2 separate regions of the Gasterosteus aculeatus genome follow, and region 2 is linked to region 1. Evidence: chromatin contacts called from public Hi-C data. All regions are on one chromosome and are shown on one strand. The core of a region is the stretch at or near the end of the contact, and the rest is flanking DNA. Distances in the headings are between cores, read along the strand shown.

Evidence for each region. Hi-C and Micro-C count contacts between places; a contact is called where the count stands out from the background.
Region 2: a contact with region 1 is called in a Hi-C map of tail fin, with 1.9 times the contacts expected there. The contact joins two enhancer-like sites. A contact is called at or near these places in 3 of 6 Hi-C or Micro-C datasets (skeletal muscle, tail fin and whole body).

The regions. Positions count from the first base shown.
Region 1 is chr4:11,281,610-11,288,747 of fGasAcu3.hap1.1, forward strand. No RefSeq gene overlaps it. Among protein-coding and RNA genes, the nearest start is that of LOC120817393, 18 kb to the left of the region's middle. Within about 2 kb of position 1,597, at least 2 of the 9 cell types and tissues checked have open chromatin away from gene starts, as enhancers often do.
Region 2 is chr4:11,358,818-11,365,015 of fGasAcu3.hap1.1, forward strand. The region is part of intron 2 of LOC120817843 (A disintegrin and metalloproteinase with thrombospondin motifs 2); the gene reads left to right. Among protein-coding and RNA genes, the nearest start is that of LOC120817843, 30 kb to the left of the region's middle. Within about 2 kb of position 4,039, at least 2 of the 9 cell types and tissues checked have open chromatin away from gene starts, as enhancers often do.

The sequences.
Region 1 (7,138 bases), core at 347-2,846:
GAGTCCCCCTGTAAGCTCGCTGGAGCTGTCACTTTGTTAGCTTTGTAATCGCCACTGTCTCATTGTGTTTAATAGGTTGTTGTTGTTTTAGGTGTAGAGTCATTTTCCCAGGCTGCATCTCTTTGTAATGGTGCACACCAAAGCGGCTTGTAGTCCTCCTGTAGAGCAACTTCTTTTTCCAACCACTCGCGTTTATTTTGTTTAATCCCAATCGTAGTCTTCATCAACTGCAGGGCTGTGAGGAGATCAAGAACTTTGGGCCTTTTTTCCCCCCCTTGAATCACATGAACAAACTTGCATCCGTATTCATACACGCCGGGATTTGGTTTCTCAAAAGACATCCGATTCTGATCTTTTTACAACTTTGCAATAATCCCCAGTAAACATTCAGACCCATGCAACGTGGGTTTTTAAAATATCTTACCTGGAAGCCGTAGCTATTTTGTCATTTCGACTGGCTGCTGCTGCTTTCAATCATCTCCCATCTGCTCTCCCGTTTCTTTTCCCCATGCATCATCCATCTTGTATATTTGCTCACCCTCCCTCCCTGCTGATCTAGTAGTTGTTCAATGATCAGAATTGTCTATTTGTAGTCAGCTGAGTACATTGATCTGTGTCACTGTGTTTATGCACTGGACCAACTATTGTTTACCATTCATGAAATACCAGCAAAAATAAAAAAGAGAATAATGTCTAAACACTTGCACAATGTTGTAGAATGTCCATTGATCCAGATGAAAAATCAAGGCAGCTGTTTTCAAATCAACACATCCCGTTTAAAAAAAAAAAGAAACTGAATGGTAAACAATGCTTTCTGTTGTACACTTAGCCGTCCTCTTGATTCTCTTCGGACTAGTTCTGTTTTTTTTTTTGTTTTGTTTTTTCGCCGTTTGACTACAACAGGTTCTGCTTGTTTCCTTTACACCGACCTATGTATTTTCCTACTTCTGGTTGAAAATAAATTCTATATTACCTGTTTCAGGCCGTGTCACCTCTTATTTTTTTGCAATGGATATTGAAAATAAAATCCGTTCTCCTTGAACTGCCTCCTTTTTGCTTTTTTGATTCTACCCAGTCTTTTTCAGACTTTGACACAAAGTGTTTTTTACTCTTCATTTTGTCCTATTCCCGTTTGCTGACCTCAGCTCAACACCTCTCACATGTTACACAAACTAAACCGATTTAAATAGTTTTAGCTGATCGTGTTCCAAACAGCTGGTGGCAGAACGCGCATGTTTTCTTTCCTCAGACCATCTTCTGCAGCGAGTTCGTTAAACGTGAGTATCGGTGGGTGATGGATTGTAATATAAAACCTGCACGCTCACTGTGACCTTTTGGCCTCACTAGTGGGCCGGAGACCGTCATGGTTGAAGCCTCTGCGTCAGCAGGCGGGGGCTGTTTCTCTAGCCGAGCCTCAGCTTTTTCTTTTCCTTCTGGGACGGCAAATGAAAAGCGAATTTCCCGTCACGGGATCAATCAAGTTTAACGTTAGATGCCTAAAAATGGGCCGGGGGCTGACTGTTGTATCATTTGTAGACACACGATGGAGCCACAGGATCAGGATGTGTTTCGTCTACAGGAGGACGTCAGCGCTCAGCTGGTGCCTCATGACTTCAGCTGCAGGGAATTTAGACAGATGTTGCACAATACGATGGAGATAACATTGCGAATCCGATTGATGAGCCAATCACAGCTGCGGTTGATAACGGGAGTTAGTGTATGTGCCGTGTCTTTAGTACACAACGTTGTCATGTGTTTATTAACCACATATGATTCACGATTATTATAATAATGAATTGAATCATTTAATAAAACATCAACCACGAAGAGCATTCTTTTTTTGCCAGGCTTTTTGTGTTTTGGCTCAATAATGCAGGAAGCCTTCAGTCAACGTGGGACTCGCTGAGGACTGTTGGGTTTGCTTGCTTCTAACTCTTGGCGTAAACGACCACTAGCAGTGTTCTTTTATTTTGATGATCCCGTTTCCTACTTTGATTTTATGTGACTTTTATTTTGACATCAAACTATCTGCAAACGTGATTAATCGCTCGTGCTCGCGTTTGTTCAATAGAAGACACGAGAAGCCACGTTACAAGACAATGCAGGTTTAGAGCCAGAGATTTAAAAATATCACTGTAACCTTAACTAAAGTGTTCTTTGGAGAGCTATATCATTCAGTGTTTTGATTAGCTTTGGCAGTAAACGTTTGAGAAAGACTTATTAAGTTGGGCTGCTACATTGTGCAGAACTCGGTGCACTTCAACACTTGTGGTGGTGCAGTTGTGTCCGTGACATTATGACCAGTTAACCGGCCCGAGCCTCCATCTCTCCTTGATTCAGAAGGAACCTGAGAGACCAAGTGGAGGCGAAGCTTTACCAGATGCCCACAGAAAAGCGCCAAAATCGTATGTCGACGCAGAACAACACAATTATTGATGGGTTCCCAATCCGATTTTCTGCTAGGCGCACATCTCCATCCAGGGAGTGAATAAGGCCTGCTGACGGAGCCAAAGCGCTTCCTGTTATTGCCCCTGAAATGGACTGTGACAGTAACTACAGTGCCCACCTGATCGTGCTCACGTGGAAACCAGGCACTTTCTAAACGCGCTGCCTGGAAGTTTGAAAAGAATCTCCAAGGTGCTCAAAGAGGCAAATGTTACCTCTTATGGGTGTGAACTATTTTCTGTTTTTTTTTTGTTGGAATTTTCTAGCAGAAACAGCTGTCAAAATGTGTGCTCTTGTGATGTTAGAGAGGGAGCTTTTGGTTCGCGTGGGGAGAAAAAGAGGAGGGAGAGAAGAGTCAGATTGCTCTTTCCTTCGCCTCAATGTTTGCAGGCGATCTGTCTCGTGTTGACGTGGCGGCGTGATCGCGACGCCTATAAAGTCCTCTGCAGATGTAGACTCCCTCCTTCTCTACTGTCTTGTTTTCTCCCTTATTTCTCCTCCCCCACTCAACCACCCCATTCTTTAAATCCTTTTCCTCTGAAATTCTAACCAGTGTGTCTAAGCGTGTGTGCGACCGACTTCTAGGCCAGTTGCCTGTGTGATGTTCAGCCAAGTTCTCCCAACATGCTCTCAGAGTACTTGCCTGGATTCCATAGTTGTGGATTTAAGTTGTTAAACTCGAGAAAGGCGCACATGAAATACAGCCGCGTGTGTCTGAGAGAGGTGGACAAGCCAGACACACACACACACACACACACACACACACAGCCAACGCAGCAGGCCCGACCTGCGCTCCAGACCTGAAACATCCCCTGAATCTTCTGTGGAAATCCAGCAGACCAGACAAAATGACGACTGCTTGGAAATAGCTTTTAGTGTGGAGGGAAAGACACCTGAGCATTTACTGGTCTGTAAAACAGCACATGTGTGTGTGTGTGTGTGTGTGTTTTATCACTCTTGTTAAACCAAGGGGTGTGGTTTTGTTCTTTTACAAAGGAAGGTGATGACCTCAGAGTTACGTTCAGTTTTGGAAAGAAGACCTGAACTGCAAAACATCGTGAGTTGGTTCAACTCCAAGATGAGACTTTCCCTGCTGTCTTAAGGTCCTGATTATGGGCGGATTCATTGGTTCAGTCGTCTCATGTGTTATTGGGCCGAAGAAAAAAAAAAAAGGAGGAGGAAGTTTACGGCTCTGCTGGAAACCTTCAGACTTTCTAGACCAGTGAGTTCAATACTAGAGCTCCATATACCATATCCTTTGACAATTACTCAACAAATGCAGTGTATACTGCAGGTATTCGGGCTAGTAGAAACATAGCACTCTAGTAAGGCAGTGAGATTCCCTAAACAACAGTAAGACAAAAACTATTGTAAAATAAGCACAGAAACAAGGCAAACGTTGTGCTTTGTGGAAGAATCCACAGGTCATCATTTAATAATCCACGTTAAGTACAACACTATAATTAATCTGGGGAACAATGAATAAAATCAACACCAATAACTTTAAAAGTGTCAAATAGATTCGTAAGATAAAATGAATCCAACACATTAGCAGACAGCTTGCACAGTGGCTAAAACTACGTTAATCAATAAGCACGTAAAGAGATAATGCTAACGGGGATTATTTGATTATTTGGGACTATATATATATATATCTATATATATAAATTGGTTAAAATGTCAATTAAGCAGACACTGGTGCTGTGTTTCAGTAATGGTTGCCACTAGCAACAGAATATTGAGATGAAAAAACTGTGTTTTTGGTTGGTTCTTCTCAATCTGTCATACGATTTTTTTTTTTTTTTTTTACAGTGTGTGTGTGTGTGTGTGTGTTTGTGTGTGTTTTATGACTTTGAGGAAGAGCAGGGTGGCCGTGTGGCCAGATGTGACGCATCAACTGAGGTCGCCTGTCGGGGGGCACTGAGGGTAAATTCACCTCAGAGCCCAAACGCAGCGTGAGCTCGTATCGTTGTTGAACCCTGTTGAGTTTTCAAGTGAGAAGACCTTAAACCAAAGGGACGATTCTAAGAGGCCTTTTTCTTTTCGTGCCCCTTTGTCTATTGCTATGTGAATTATAATATGTACTAATAATCCTCCGGTTAGAAGTTATTATTGGAAAATAAGAAGGCATCTCCTTTTATGCCACACAAACAAAACCAATGTGATCACAGCAAAACATTTAACACGGCAAAAGGGATCCAGATTAATTGGGATTTCTGAGATTTATTTGAGGGTATTTTAGGATCAAGCCCATATGAGCAGTGGAATGTAAAGCCACCCGGACTTATACACCCCTGCTTGTGTAGGGGAAATGATCCACTGCATACAAATAAACAAATAAACAAATATGCATTTTCTTTTTGTTTTTGTTTTTCTTCTCTAAACATGTTCGACAGACATGAGAAGAGGTACAACAGACGTAACTGAGATGAGGGATACATCAAACAGTGAGCACACCTGCTTGTAAATGCACACATAAGGAATCCCTTCAGCAGCAGCACTCTGCCACCACCAACATATATTATTCTCAAAGAGCAGAGAAAATAAGGCCATGTGCCTGTGAAGTCAAGCCAGGAATTCACAACACGTATTTTTGGGAAAAAAAGGAAAAATAATGCATGCCCCGATTTCCCCAAAACAATGTGCCGTTTTTCCTGAGTTTATTTGTGGTCAAAGTGGGGGAGGTCAAACAATTTGCTTTGCTTGTTGCTATTATTCTCGATTGTGATTTGTGGTTCATTAAAATTCTTTCATATCTTTGTTTTTGGCAAATGCTTAAAGTGATAATGAGAGTGCACTACTTGGAGAAAAATGATACAACGTGAGAACCAGCGTGTGTCTAATGATCCAAAGTTATCACACCGATGAAGCTGAGTGAGAGAAGGCCAGAATCCTCTCCACGGATCGCCTGAAATCGCAGGAGAGAAATGGACTGTCTCCGCTCCGCTCTGCCTTTTGTCAATAAGACTTGTGGCGCGCGGCATCTGGCAGCCGAACGCGGCGCGTTGCGGCGGGGTCGCGACCCTCCGTCTCCCTCCGCCGAGCTGCCTCCACATGACTCTCTCTCTCTCCCTCTCACAGCGCCGGCTGTGCTAATTGTTCTCCCAGCGTTTGTCTGTCAACTGAGGCCTGTCCACTCGCATCTGTGGGTCACAGAGACCAGAGCACGACAGCTCCTCTTTGCGTGTGTGTGTGTCTGTGTAGGTGTGCGTTTGTGTTTCCAAAGACTAATGAGTGCGAGAGGAGGAAAAAACACAAATGAGTGAAGAATAACAGTCGTGGTTTGTTGGCAGAAACAGCGCATCAAATCTAGAAGGTGTGCTTTCACCAGAATGCTAGAAAAGTGACGGGTGGCAGGTATTGAGGCAATTGTGTTGTAAAGGAAGAGTTTCACATTAAAAGAGATCAAAATCACGTGAAATAAGTCCAGACAAGCTGTGTTAGAATGCATAATAAGAGGGAGTAGCCAGCAGGCTTCCACAATGTGACAATGCTACAATGCTAATGCTATCAGGCTGCAATGGGTGGATCGCTGCTGACCTTTGACATCCACTCGGGGCAACGAGCTGAGACAAAGCGTGGAGGGTTTTACAACAATCGAGGACGTCTTCGAGGTGCAGACTGAGGTTGAGGCAGCTCAGTGCACCTGGTTTGGGATTCCTGCTGCATCGGGGCTCTTGCTGCTACGGAGTGGGAGGTGTTTTATGCAGCGCGGAGTCTGTTTCGAGGACGTTTTAGACTGTTGATTCCATAACACCGTAATTCTTTCTGGTAATTTCTAATAGAATTGTGGTCAAAGACTGACAATGTTTTGAAAATATGAAAAAAGCACGTAGAAACGTTTCAGTTACCATTGAACATTTAAGGGTGGTCTTAATAATAATACAGACCAAAAGTTGTTTCACAAAGTTAAGAAAATGTTAACCCACCAAAATGTCATTAACTAAAACAATGATGGTTATCAAAATGATGAATCAATAGTTAAAAATATATTTGAGATTTGTTATAACATTCTCATATTTATTTTATGTTTATATACCAGTTTTTAACAGAGAAGCGACTCTCACTCTCCCCACATGATAAAAGAAGAGTGTCTCTATTACAATAATATATAAAGCGTCTCTCCGTAGCTGATGTAGTCTGACTCTCCGGATGTGGACTGACCGGTATGAGCTCGCCATTGGCCGCCCATATTTTATATTTCCACTATCCACTTTGCAAAGGCACCGATGCTGCATCCTGTGTATAGTGCTGCCCAAGATGATGATTATTTGCAGACAGAAGTACAAACAGGTTTTTTTTCCCCCACAGTTGGCAGAATGCTGAAATGTGGACAGACCTTTGTTAAGCGCTGACGCAGCGCGGTGCAGAGGGGTGTAATGCAATACTACTGCATTCATAAGAAATAAGTAGACCGAGAGGTTTAATTGTGAGCGTCCGATGACTGCTGCTGCTGTCGGAACCTGTGGTAAAGAAGCAAAGTGTAATGTGAGCGGTTGCCGGCCTGCGGTTGTCCCTTTGTTTACTGTTGTTTAGTCTCTGGTATTTATATGTACAGTGCTCACTGTAACAGCTCATTACGCTGCGGACGGCTTTGGGATGATCACTGTGATAACTGTTTTTTTTCTTGGTTCGTGTGACCCCGAATATGGAATCTGTGTCTAAATGTGGACGTTTTTTTGTGTACATACGT
Region 2 (6,198 bases), core at 2,789-5,288, 80 kb after region 1:
CAGAATTAGCTTGTGTGCGTGAGGGAGCAAAGAGGAAGAAACGTGTGTATACGTGACAAACAAAAGGCAAACAGGGACACACGTCTCTGCACGTCCTCGTCGTTGGACCTCCGCCTGCAAAACAAACTCAAGCAAAGGTCCAACTTGTCCGGGCGAAGCTGAATAAGTAAAAACAAAAAGTGACACGTGCACATAATTCATGTGGCGCTGTCCGTTTGACTGCACGCGCCGCTATGCTGGCTGCGGTGAGGAGGCAGGAAAAGGAGGCCCGGCTCCCTCCCTCTCCCTCTCACTCTCCCTCCCTCCCTCGCTGCTCCAGCTGATTTGAAGTGAACGAGTCTCTCATTCCGTATACCGTGTAAATATTTCAGCAGTTCAAGCGCCTGCGCTGGTCCTGGCCCCAGCAGTAACACGTCACTGACCATTAGTGCTAACCTGCCGCTTCGGCTCCTCAGCTTCTTCCGTCCCCTTCTCGTGTTTCTCACGGCTTTCATTTGGCTTCTCTCCCTCTGCGCTATGCATTGGATGAGGTTTCAGCCGTAGAGAAATCGGCCGATGCTGGATGTGTATTTAGATTATGAGGAATAAGGAATTGTTTGAGCTTGGGAGACAACATTTAGGGTGGTTTCACCCATAAGCTGTTTGAACGCTGTCTAAACACGTGACAGGAGTTATTTGTTGACCTCATCAAGTTGCAAGGAGCAGATGATTAGATGTGTTAGTTAATTTTCTTGACTTGTCAGTCATCATGATTTTGATTTCCACACATAGAATATAGTACCTGTCAGTCTTCATGTTTGCTACCCAACCAGCCTAAGAACCAAACTAGAACACTAGAAGTGTTATAATCGTATTGTTTTGGTTTGGGTTTTGGAACGCACTCAAAAACCTAAAAGTGATGTAACACTTTTTGAATATTTAAGGAAATCGCGTTTTGCTTTTTGTCTGACCTCCAGAGCTTTGAGTTACTCTTTGCAGCAGATGGAGAGGATGGTCGAGCATGTGCAGTATCTCCTCAGAAGAACATTTAAACGATTTTATTTTAAAGGTCTTTCATAAGAGGATTGGGGGGTCGAGAAAAAAAATCAAATAAAAAATATGCACACATTTGAATTTGAATCATTTTGAATCCTTTTATAAAGCTTTCTTTTATACAGAGGACTCACATAACACAGAGGACGGATCAATCAAGAGAACAACAGGTCCAGTCTGTCAACTGAGGCACAGTCTGAGTCCAATCGATACAGAGGTAGATCTTATTGGTGTACAGTCTATTTGACTGGTACACAGACACACACTGACACACACAAACACACACAGTACAGACACAAACACTCCACAGACATAAACAGACGTGAGTCATAAGCTCTAGGTAGGAATCTTTTATAGTGGCTTTGGTCCCAGTTACTAATCCGTCTCTACCACATAGATGCTGCTCTGGAGATGTCTGTGTATGAGTCGCTCGTGTGTGTGTGTGTGTGTGTGTGTGTATTTCTGTGTGTAGGAGCAACTGTCTCTGGAAAATATCTCGGGAGCTGATGGATAAAACAGGCTCCTTTAAAAGCCCAAGTTCTGCATTTAACCTGCCAAAGATTCGCAGTAAAATAAAAAAGACTTGGAGAACATGGAGGAGATGAAGAGGTGGTGGTGGCTCAGTGAAAAATAGGAATCGGTCGTATCTGCCTTCCCGCTTTGGCTCTTTGCCGGGTGCAAACCACCATCGGCTTCCTTCACATCAAGTAGCTCAAAGTATTTGAAAGCGATTGGGCGTGTGACACATGTCATTCTGTGTTAAATATGTTAAATGGCGCCAAGCTTCATGACAGTGTTTGGAAACCGGCATAAACACTAAGCGTCTAGGGCCATTCTTTAAATTGGATAGGTTGGGTTAGAATATTCCCATGGGCCATGGGTAGGTTGGGTTAGAATATTCCCATGGGCCATGGGAATATTCTAACCCAACCTATCCAATTTAAAGAATGGCCCTAGACGCTTAGTGTTTATGCCGGTTTCCAAACACTGTAAATCCCATTCTCCATGGAAGTTGCAGTGTCATCAGGTGATTTCAGTGCGGATGTTAAGTTGTGTGACCCTCTTCCATCAACATCCGCACATACCACCATTCTGAGGAAGGCTGTGGGATCTATTGCAAAGGTTTGGAAAAAGGAAAATTTTGTTTTTTGGAGGGAACATCACAAAGTTTTAAATAGAAAAGTTTGTGTTTTTCCGCCCCTTGAAGCAAATGCCACTTGTATTCTACTCCTTGTGTTGTAGGAGTTTGTAGGGGGATGTTTTGTGGATGTTGGGCACCAACCCTGTCTTTTTTAATTGAATCAGTTGTCGTTCAGTGAGGGCAGGTAAGAAAGAAAAACTTTTTTTCTAGGAAATACAGGATGAATAAGTGATGAACATAACGTATCCCACTAGTTTGGTTCATTTGTGGCTCCTCGGCTGTCCAACTAGAGACGCTTCAGAATTAATGTTGCGGTAACCTTTTTTTAAGACAAAAAAAAATTAACTTTTAAAAAAGAAGTCTCATCTTAGAAAAACATGTTTTACTACACTACGCATGTTTAATGAACTATACTTCAGTAAGACCTTTTGCGTTTTTATTTTAGTTAGAAATATGTTATTTAGTTAGACCTCAGCTCCTCCCCTTTTGGGTCCAGTCCAAGCACGTTATAGTGCCAGCAGGGTGACTTTCAGACTGTGCGCCTCGACAACTTTGAACTAACCCATATTTTCACATGTGCCGCTCACTTTTTAGGCCACCTCAAAGAAGATGTCTCCCACCGTGTGCACGTGGTGCTGTTTGATGCTTGTCCTGCATCTGTTAAAGTGAAGTCAGTCTGGTGTGTTTTTGCTAATTAAAGATAAATAATTGATACTTTAGTGATAACCCGAGAGGGATAATTAGATAGAGAAACAATGGCAATCTCCGGCAAAGGGAGAGGGAGATGGGTACGGTATGGCCTTTAATCCATTGGCTCATTGCCAGTCCTCTCTCTCCTTTGCCTTCCCTCCTTTTCATTCCTCTCCTCCATGTTTATATCATTCACATAACTCCATAGCCTGATGTCGCTGTCCTTGACTCCTTGCAGGGTTCCTCTCTCTGTGCTTCACACCTTCTTCTGTTCCTCCTTCCATCATCTCATACTCCCTCGATTGGTTTCCTCCCTCCTTTCCTCCTGCCTCTACCTGCTCTTATCTCCTCTTTCCTGTGCCGCACCCATGAGACTTTCCCTCTCCCCGTTGCTATGACATTAGCTGGATGTAGCAGTGTCAGGCTTCTCTTGAGGGATGAGACTAAAGAGCTAAGTCTTGCTCTTTTCATTAATTACTCCTTCCTCTTTTCCTCCGCACCTCCTCCCAGCCATGTTCCCTTGCACACCCTGCCTTACCCTCCCTCCCTTTCTGTTCCCATATGCCTCTTTGTCTCTCCCTCCGTCTCCACCTGACGATAACCGCTGTCCTCACACGTGCATCCCCTTCCGTGTGTTCTGTCCGTCTCTCTGTCTTCATCTGGCGAACAGAAGGGGAGGAGAGCAAAGAGACATGAGTCCATGCCCTCGTCCTTTTCATGAAATCGTTTAGATTTTACGGGATCCTACAGTACTCCGCCCATTTACCTCATGTTTTTGTCATCGTCTTGTAAATCGATGTAAAGTGATGCTCCAGATTGCAAATGTGTCGCCTAATGCAGCCGAGCACACACACACACATGTAGTTCTGCAGGGTATGTGTATGTGTGTGTGTGTTTAGGTTTGTATGTGTCTGCTTTTGTGTGTTGGCCTAGGCTTGACCTTGATTACCACGGTGACGGTGAGGCTCCTCATTAGTGCTGGACTGCAGGAAACTGTTGGGTAATGAGGAAGCAGTATTGTCCTTAGGCACACAAACGCACACACACACACACACATACACCAACGCACACTTGCGTACACACACAAGCATGCACGCAGATGCCAATGCACCACTTTGTATTAGTGCTTGCATGCACCTGCTGACACCTGCGCTTATGCAAGATCTGATACGTAAGCCTCATGCACACACACACAAACACACACACACACTCCTTCTGAGTACATCTCAGTCTCATGGCCCCCCACTCAGTTGTCTCGCCTCACCTTCTGCTTAGTGTTTTTTCTCTCCCACACACATTCTGCCCCCCGCCCCCCACCAAACCCCCCCCTCCGTCCCCTCGCCTTGTCTCTGTCTTCCTCTCTCTGTTCTGCCCACCAGGCAGACCTCGCAGACCTCGCTGCCCACTGAGCTCATTTGGGCCCGCAGCGTCACAGTGTCGCCCTCTGCTGGTAGCGCCAGAGGAAAAGGGCTTGAAATCTCCTCACGGAATTCACGTGGAAATAATAACGCGACAGGAAGAATGCACCTTTTGTTTAAACGCATACAGGTAATATGCTGTAATTATCCAGAGAAGCGTGTAGTTGCAAATTAACAGCGACCCCATCATGGCGTAGGCCAACATGTTCTCGTCTCGCTTCAGGATGTCAATGTGGTTCATTTTGACGTACTCGTGTAGCACCATGTAAGTACTTGATCAAAATCAACTTAAAACTTCTGAGATTCACCACCTTTTGTTTTTAGTGCAGTTTTAGTTTCAGTTTCAATTCAGACTTTTCTGGTTCATGGTTTTTAGAGATAAATGTTAAATTTCATATAGGCAATCTGGGATTTTTTTAAGCAAGGTGGTAAACTTTATACTGTATGTGCCATACGAGAATGGAAAGCTTGACAGGCCCGGCAACGGTAACGAAGGGCGGTGGGCCTCACCAGACGGTCAATTCCTCTATGGGTTCATGCCAGATGTGTGCACATGAATTTAAATAAATTGTAGCGTGATCTTCAGTGTGTTATTCACAGCATAATAATTTCTGCTTCATGGTTTTTCTATAGTTATATAGTTTTTTTTTTAACCATTATAATGCATCCACTAGAAATTATACTGTAAGGACGGATGTACATGTGGCAAAAAAAAATCCTTTATACCCTTTCCCTTAAAAGGTGAGCTTTAGGTGTCTTTAGCTGTAAAATGCGAATGAAAGCGAGACTGAAAGAGGAATAGAGAATTACTTAAAAGAGTCCGCGGTCCTTGTGGCCTTGGTTCACTGACGCTACGATTGATTGCCTCTAACGGCTCCAATATGCTTTGAGCACCAGCTGTCTTCATCCACTCGAGTATATATATAGTTGACGTGCTTTCGTCCTTGCACTTGTGGAGGTAGTTGTCATTGTTGCTATTGAAGCGCTGCTCTGGTTTTCAGAGTCTCTTTTTTCATTTTATGTAACACAGGGTAAAGATGGTAGACACGCTTTAGAGTCACCAACTAAGCTAGCAGAGCAAGTCCCTGGAATGTGGAAGGAAGCCGGAGTACACGGAGAGAACCCACGCAGACACAAAAAGTTGTCCAGACAGACGTTTTCCCAGAGTTATTACACATTTTATCATGGATATGCCCAGCAGAGGCCAAAAAACAGGGTAGGGGGTTAACAAAATTTGTCTCATTCAATGTAATTCTGGAATGCTGCATGATTATTTTGGTGATTTATCCATTATTAGGATTTTGACAGCATTATTTAAACAAAATCTTTTTTTTTTTTTAAGATTTTTATGTCCTGGGTGCTCACTAACCAAAGCGTCCTTCGTTTTGCCTCCTCGGCTCATCATCATCAGCTTTACCACACGCCGCACACATTGGCTCGGACAGAGCTACAGTGGATTTCATTCCTGGAATTCTTGGAATCCTAGTCAGAGGCCTTGGTTGTATTTTTCCGTTAGAAACCGGGATTCCTTTAAGTGCAAAGATGAAAGATCTTTGCCTTTTCATCTCTAATGTTAAATACTGCCGACATTCCTTTAGTAATATTCGGTCTGTGCAGTTTATGTCAAGGCGCACTTGAAAGTCAATGTTTGTAGTATAAGATGTGTAAATGTGTGCGGAATGAAATCTCTCCCTTCTCCATGTCTCTTCTGCTTTCGTCTCCCTCCTTCTTATCCATCTATCCAACAAGAGTGTGATTAAGTCTCACAATTCTTCCGCTTTGATTGCTCCCCTCTGAAGCAGTGCAACCAGAGCCGTCTTCAGATGGAGAGAGGGAGCTCTCACAATTCAGAGGTAGATTGGGGACTTTCTCCCTCCCACGCTGTTATCTTTCCATTCAACTTCCACAGCGTTTTGA